Regions from separate parts of the Mus musculus genome. Here region 2 is linked to region 1. Evidence: chromatin contacts called from public promoter capture Hi-C data. All regions are on one chromosome and are shown on one strand. Each heading gives the region's core, a stretch centred on a gene start, on an enhancer-like site or on the middle of the called end of the contact. The rest is flanking DNA. Distances are from core to core; before and after follow the strand shown. Region 1 holds the start of Zfp418 (zinc finger protein 418). Region 2 holds the start of Zfp28 (zinc finger protein 28).

Region 1 (3,310 bases), core at 407-2,906:
ATCTCCATTACCACCCCCCTACATACACACACATCCACACCCATACATCATCCAATGAAACTTTTCTTTGATGAGGCTCTTGAAGTCAACTTAGAAAAAGCACTCCCTTGGAAGTGCTTTTCTGAAGTCCCTTGTCTGGAGTTGAGCTGCTCCCTTCTCAAGTTCTGTGATGAAGAGGGTGTCAAGTCCCAGAGAAACAAGGGGCTATAAGAATACTATTGTCTGCTTGGCCTCTAGTCTCAGCCAGTACCTTTTGCTCCTGTAGGCACTTCTCACTCTGCACCCTACGCTAACCCAGGGACCTCCCTTAAGTTCCCTCAATTTCTCTTTCCTCAGCCACAGGATCTCTTGGCTTACTCTTGCCTCTCTTGATCAGCTTGCTCCTACCCCCTACCCCTTCTCTGTCTCTGTCTCTGTCTCTGTCTCTGTCTCTGTCTCTTCTCTTCACTTCTTCCCTTGAATTCTCTCTCTCTCTTGGTCTGTCTGAATCTTTCTAGATGCCTCAGTCTATACTCTCCCTTACATCTACAATAAAAATTTCCTCTTCCACCATACCCTGGAGCTATTGTGTCTTAATTTTCATTCAGAGGGAAAAGCAAAACAGCCTGAATGTTAAATTGTGTGTCCTTCAGAACAGGTATAAAGTGAACATTTCTAACAAAATTTACTACTGTTTCTCCTAGGATATAAAAATCTCTGTAATGTGCCCAGAGTGATGGCCCATGCCTTTAATTCCAGCACTCCAGAGACAGGAGGATCCCTATGAGTTAGGGAACAGCGTAGTTTACATAGTGAGTTCCAGGCCAGCCAGGCTTATGAAGTGATGCCTTGTCTTAAAACAAAGAAACAAATAATACATTAATAAGTTATTGTATTGAAAAAGAACAATTCAGCCATAGGAAGCTCATGCCTGGGGAGAAAGCTCAGTCAGGAACTCCGTCATTGCCTCACCTTGCCCTCCCCACCCTGTTAGCTTCTGCTAGTGCTGTGAATACCTGATTGGATGATGTTGTCCCTTTATGGTGCTCCTTGTTCTTTCCTGAAGTTACCTGATAGGACATTGTTCTGCGGGGGATCTCCCCCATTAGGACTCACAGATGGCTGCCTTGTTTGGTTTTTGCTGGATATTTTCTCCCAACTAGATGTTTTGGTATTTCTTTCTTCATATTTATTCTTCAATTTGGCTTACTCTATATTTAACTCACTCATTCTAAATGCAGAGTGGCTTACAAAACCTCTCAAGAGAGGCTCGAAAAGTTTTTCCTGTCTGCTGTTTTAACTTTCAAAATTTGGGCTAAATTATCTCTATTTAAAACATGCTACAGTGTGTCGAATATCTTTCCATAAGTAGCAACATATTTCTTCACTAAGCATGGTCAGAGATGTGTCAGCATTGCATCTGGAGTGTTTTCCTTTATAAATACATATAGGTTCCCCCAAATAAAATCCCAAATAAAATCCCCACTCTTCCTTTACTGCAGAAATATTCTGAAACAAATTAAGATCATTGTGAGGATGGATTATGGGCTGCTGTTGGTTCAAGCCTGAGCAGTAGGAACTACATTACCCACAATGCCAAGAGCAGAGTAGCAAACTGCTGAGCCAAAGAGGGCAGTTTCTGCCTGGGAAGGTCGACAGACATTGGGCGGTACTTCCTGCATTTTGTCCTGTCTTTGGTTTAACTGTCCATGGGTTGGTATTTGGAGGATTCTGAGCTTTAAAATCAGCAAGTTAGACTAAAGGTACGAGAGCGAACAGGCACTGGGTGTCGGCCAAGCAGACCATCATCAGCCGCGGCGGCCGTGCACCGGCCCCTGCGTACTCTACAGAGCCGGATGGCGGCGCTGAAGCACCTGGCTCAGGTAAGTGCCACATACTAGGCGCTCCCTCTCCCTAGATACTTTGAGTCCTAGAGCCCCTTGAGGACTCCCGCTCAGCTCACATCCTTATGAAAAACTTAATCCCTGTGTCCAGAACAGTGCCAAGCTCGTGGATGGGATCCGCATTTCTCGTAACTAGTCTGATGAGGCATGGAAGAGTGGGACCAAGAGAAGAGTGATTGACTGATTTGTGTGGGCAGTATCACGTTTGGCCACTTTAACCGGGAGCATTCCAGCCTAAAAAAACGGCAAGGTGAGGTGCATTAACTATGCCCTCACTACGGAGGAGCCAGCGGGACTGAATGGAAGATAAATGTAGCTAGAGGTTATTCAAAATATTCCAAAAGCTGCACAGAGTTAGAGCGGGCTGGAAGAGAATAATATGGAGCCCTCAGGAGAATAAAGCTTTGTGCAACATCCCGCAGCTGCTATGACTCAGCACTATGCATAGTTTAGAGATAATTTAGATATAAAAGGTTATGAAGATTCAGGACTGGACAGGGGTCCAGGTCCATGAAAACTTACCATGGTCTTTGATTCTTACAACTTTCTTCCCACAGGTTCCCAGATCTACAGAAAAGGGTATGGTCTGTATACAGGTGAGTGTGGGGTGTTCTAGTAAGTTCACCAGTGTGGCCACACTTCTTGCCTCACGTTGGTAGTGGAATTCATTTTTGTGGGGGTTCTTAAGAATGGAATGTAACATTTAGCATGGAGGCATATCCCTGGAGTCTGAACACTAGAGAGGACCAAGGCACGTTCAAAGCCAGCCTGGGATACATGGTGAGACCCTAAGAAAGAATGAGTGATTGATAAGATAGCTCAGTTGGTAAAGGCACTTGCTACCAAGCCTGAGTACTTAAGTCAGTCCCCAGAACCTACATGATAAAGGGAGAGAACTGATTCCTGAAAATTGTGCCCTGCTTTTCTACTTGTACACTCACATACATATGCATACTGGGAGAAAATAAATAAATAAATAAATAAATAAATAAATAAATAAATAAATACAAAAAGAGGGAGACTGAGATTTCAAAACCCAGTAGTATAGTGGGAATGTCAGCCGCTGGCTAGTCACACAGATCTACAACTCTGGGGAAAATTAAGCATGGAGACATCCTGATTGCTGAAGGCTGCTGTTTATCCTTGAATACGGGTGGATTAGGAAACAGAATCAGCTTTATTTTATTATTTTAATACTTTTAAAATGTTATCCCCCTTCCCAGTTTCCCCTCCACAAACCCCCTATCCTATCCCCCTCCTCTCTGCTTCTGTGAGGGAGCTCTCCCACCTCACTGCCTTAGCATTCACCTGCTCTGGGACATCAAGCCTCCATAGAACCAAGGATGCCATTGATGCCAAATAAGGCCATCCTCTGCTACATATCCAGCTGGAGTCATGGGTCCCTCCATATGTACTCTTTGATTGGT
Region 2 (3,310 bases), core at 565-3,064, 790 kb before region 1:
AATAAAAGCAAGTCTTTCAGGGGCTGGAGAGATGGCTCAGATGTTAAGAGCAGTCTGCTCTTCCCAAAATCCTGAGTTCAATTCCCAGCAACCATATGGTGGCTCACAACCATTTATCCTGGGATCTGATGCCCTCTTCTGGAAAGCGGATGTACATACAGATAGAGCATCATTTACATAAAATAATAAACCAACCTTTCAAAAAATCTTTGTGGTGACAATGCTGCAATATTGTTTTTGCTTAAGAATTTTTTAGTATAAAATTTCCTTCTGGTTATATGAGGTGTTTGTGAAGCATAAATGGTTTTATATTTAGATGTTGGTTTCTTTTCTAAAATATTTCATTACGGTATGCACATATTTACCACTCAGAAAAAAAAATAACACTTTTGTTCTCAAACATTTTATATAAAGAATATTCTGCTTGCTCAGCGGTAGTGACACACACTTTTAAAACCAGCCCTTCCAGAGGCAGAGGCAGGCAGATCTCCGAGTTCGAGGCCAGCCTGGTCTACAGAGTGAGTTCCAGAACATCCAGAGCCACACAACACTCTCTCAGATGATAACTGAATGACAAAAATAGGCAGCTCACAGTCCTAAATGGGACATTCTTGTATACCTTCTCAAGGGTCTGGGAACATCGTATTAGACGAAGGAGAAAGAATGTAAGAGTCTGAGAATGGCAAGGAGTGCTGTGGAATGGTTTTGGGCATGTTGTGCTCATGAACTCATAGAAACTGATTACCAGCACAAGATTGCTGGTAATTACCAGCGCCGATCAATATTATAGCCATTGATAGAGGAAGGGCGTACCCCTCCACACCTAGCTGAGGAGCTATAAGCAAATGATGGCAGCTGAGAGAGTGGGAGTCATTTTTCTTTGGGGATGTGGCCTCTGGTAGATTGTTCATGTCACACTCCACTGGTATACTGGTAGGCGGCACTAACAGGGCTATATTTAAAAAAAAAGTGTGGTGGGGTGGCAAAAGGAATGTGGAAGTATTGGGGATGGTTGGGAGAGGAGATGTGTTGGATATGATCAAGATACAGTATATATACATGTATGAAACCGACAAAGAATAAACTGCGCTCCCCTCACCTCACCCCGCTTCCCCGTTTCTCTGTGTAGCCCTGACTGTCCTGGAACTCGCTCTGCAGATCAGGTTGGTCTCGAATTCTGAGATCCGGCTGTCTCTTACTCCCGGGCACTGCGATTAAAGGCAAGAGTGAACATATTAAAGAGGCACCGCAGAAGAAAACCTGGGGAAACCTGCAGACCTAAAACTTGGTAGTACATACAGAGGGGCATTTTGAACACTAGGCACTAAAGTCGAGGTGGTCTAGTGGAGAGGTGAAGATTGCAATGGCAGCAACTGAATCCCAAACTGAAAAGTACATGCAACCAGAACCACTGTGGACTTGCCAAAAGCCCGCATTGCCCCAGCCCAATTCACAGCATCCTCCAACTCCCCTTCCTCCAAACAACCTCAAATCGCGCGCCACTAGCCCTGCCGCTGCACTCGTACGCTCCAATTGTCACCAGGACTCCCAGAAGCCTCTGAGGAACTGTTTTGAATTTCGCGGGACTCGTGTTTCCGGCAGGGTCCCGCGGTTCTCCCACAGGGTCTTGTAAAAACCAGCTGGGCTCTAAAGGATTTCTCCGCTGGGGACTACACTTCCCAGGGGGCCTTGTGCTCAAGCAAAGTCCACTTCCGGTGCGTTCCGGAGGAACTGCCTGAGGGTCCGATCTTTTAGGGCGGGGTTGGGCAGGGCGAGGGCGTGGCTGGCGAGGGCGTGGCGGGCGTGGGTGTTGCCGGGGGTGTGTCCCTGAGCAGCGGCCTTGAAGGGTGTCTGCAGCCTGGCTAGGAGAGCGTGCGCCCCTCGCGTGACATGCAGGGAATGGCGAGTGTAGTGTCATGCGAACCCTGGGCCCTCCTGGGGCGTGGCGCCCTCTGCACAAAGGCCAGGCCTGGTGGAGGTCCGGCGGCGGGGACTGTAGTTGCTCCTGGGAGCCCCGACCGGGGAAGGCCGCGCTCCAGGAACAGCCTGGCCTCCCAGGATCAGCAAGGAGCAGTGACCTCGGGGACCGCGCACAAAGGTGAGTGTCATGTTTCTGGGCTGAGTGGACAAAGATGAATCTATTCTGGGTGTGAAGGAAGGGTAAGGTCCGATGGTTCTCGAGGCCTTGGTGCTGGAGATGGTGTCTCTGGGCGCGTGATTGTGATGGTTAAATAACCAATCCTCGAAAGCTCAACTTGAGGCAGAGAAGTCAGGCAGAGGTGCTGGAGGGACGTTGACAACTACAGGGTCAACTTAGTTTAGACTTGTATCCATGTCAATGCTTCAAGAAATGAAACTCCCAGTGCGACAAGAGATGGCTTAGCCATTGTACTTGTTCCTCTTGCAGAGGTTCCTAGCACCCACATAGTGAGTCACAACCATCCCTAACTCCTATTGCAGGGGATAGAACATTCTCCTCTGAACTTTGTGGGCATCAGGCACACACACGTGGTGCACATATATTCATGCAAGTAAGACGAGAAAAGAGACAACCTGATTCCACATCCTACCCTGTCCTTACTCCCGCACAGGGTAATAAGGGTTTGGCATCTCTGCTCATGCACGGTGTAGTCTCGTGTAGATTTGGTGTCTAGTCCTTCCTTTCCTCCAGCTCTGTTTTCCAGAGATACCAACTTCCTCCAGGAGATAAACCGCAAACAGGAAGCTGCCCCTACAGGGACTAGACATAAAGCCAAGTCGCAGGTGAGTCACATTTCCTCTTTGCTTCCTGAAACAGTCTTGCCTTTTCAATACTTAATGGTGTTTATTTTCTGTGAAAAGTTTTCAGTTTAAGAGACCTGTCCTGGGTGCTGTTTCTTCCTACTCCGGTGAGTGATGGGCTACAGGGCTAGCTTCAAACTGATTCTCTTTCCTTTTCATCCCAACTGTTCCTTCTTGGTTGAAGAAATGATTCATCCCTTTCATTGTCCCATTTATCTCAGAAGGGTTTTTTTGTTTGTTTGTCTTTTGTTTTGGATAAGGTCTATCTACATAGCTCTGGCTGCCCTGCAACTCACTATGTACACTATATAGACTAGGCTGGTCTTGAACTCACAGAACTCTGCCTGCCTCTTATGAGTGCAGGAATTAAAGGTGTTTCCCATCATATTCTTCTGATTCTTATGTTCAGAAACGCTGCAGTGCTTCCACCTGGTTTCTATGATGCTCACCTTGGAGGAGAAATATATTGTGGTTAAGGCTTGCTTAGGGGGTTGAAGAGAGGGTTCAGTGGGCAAGAGTACTTCCTCTG

Evidence for each region. Capture Hi-C pulls out chosen DNA fragments and counts their contacts.
Region 2: a contact with region 1 is called in a promoter capture Hi-C map of liver, with 8 times the contacts expected there. The contact joins the promoter of Zfp28 here to the promoter of Zfp418 in region 1. A contact is called at or near these places in 14 of 39 promoter capture datasets (the 3T3-L1 cell line, 3T3-L1-derived adipocytes, the C10 cell line and 9 more), 1 of 15 datasets of contacts at CTCF or cohesin (large pre-B cells), 4 of 115 datasets of contacts at active chromatin or transcription factors (bone marrow-derived macrophages, embryonic limb bud and embryonic stem cells) and 5 of 9 other capture datasets (adipose tissue, embryonic stem cells, liver and 2 more).

The regions. Positions count from the first base shown.
Region 1 is chr7:7,169,697-7,173,006 of GRCm38.p6, forward strand. It overlaps Zfp418 (zinc finger protein 418), which reads left to right and starts at 1,657. Exons shown (of 4, transcript NM_146179.2): 1 at 1,657-1,862; 2 at 2,441-2,479. The coding sequence starts at 1,836.
Region 2 is chr7:6,381,504-6,384,813 of GRCm38.p6, forward strand. It overlaps Zfp28 (zinc finger protein 28), which reads left to right and starts at 1,815. Exons shown (of 7, transcript NM_175247.3): 1 at 1,815-2,098; 2 at 2,672-2,763. The coding sequence starts at 1,891. It overlaps Zfp78 (zinc finger protein 78), which reads left to right. Exons shown (of 5, transcript NM_001025163.1): 5 at 1-1,102.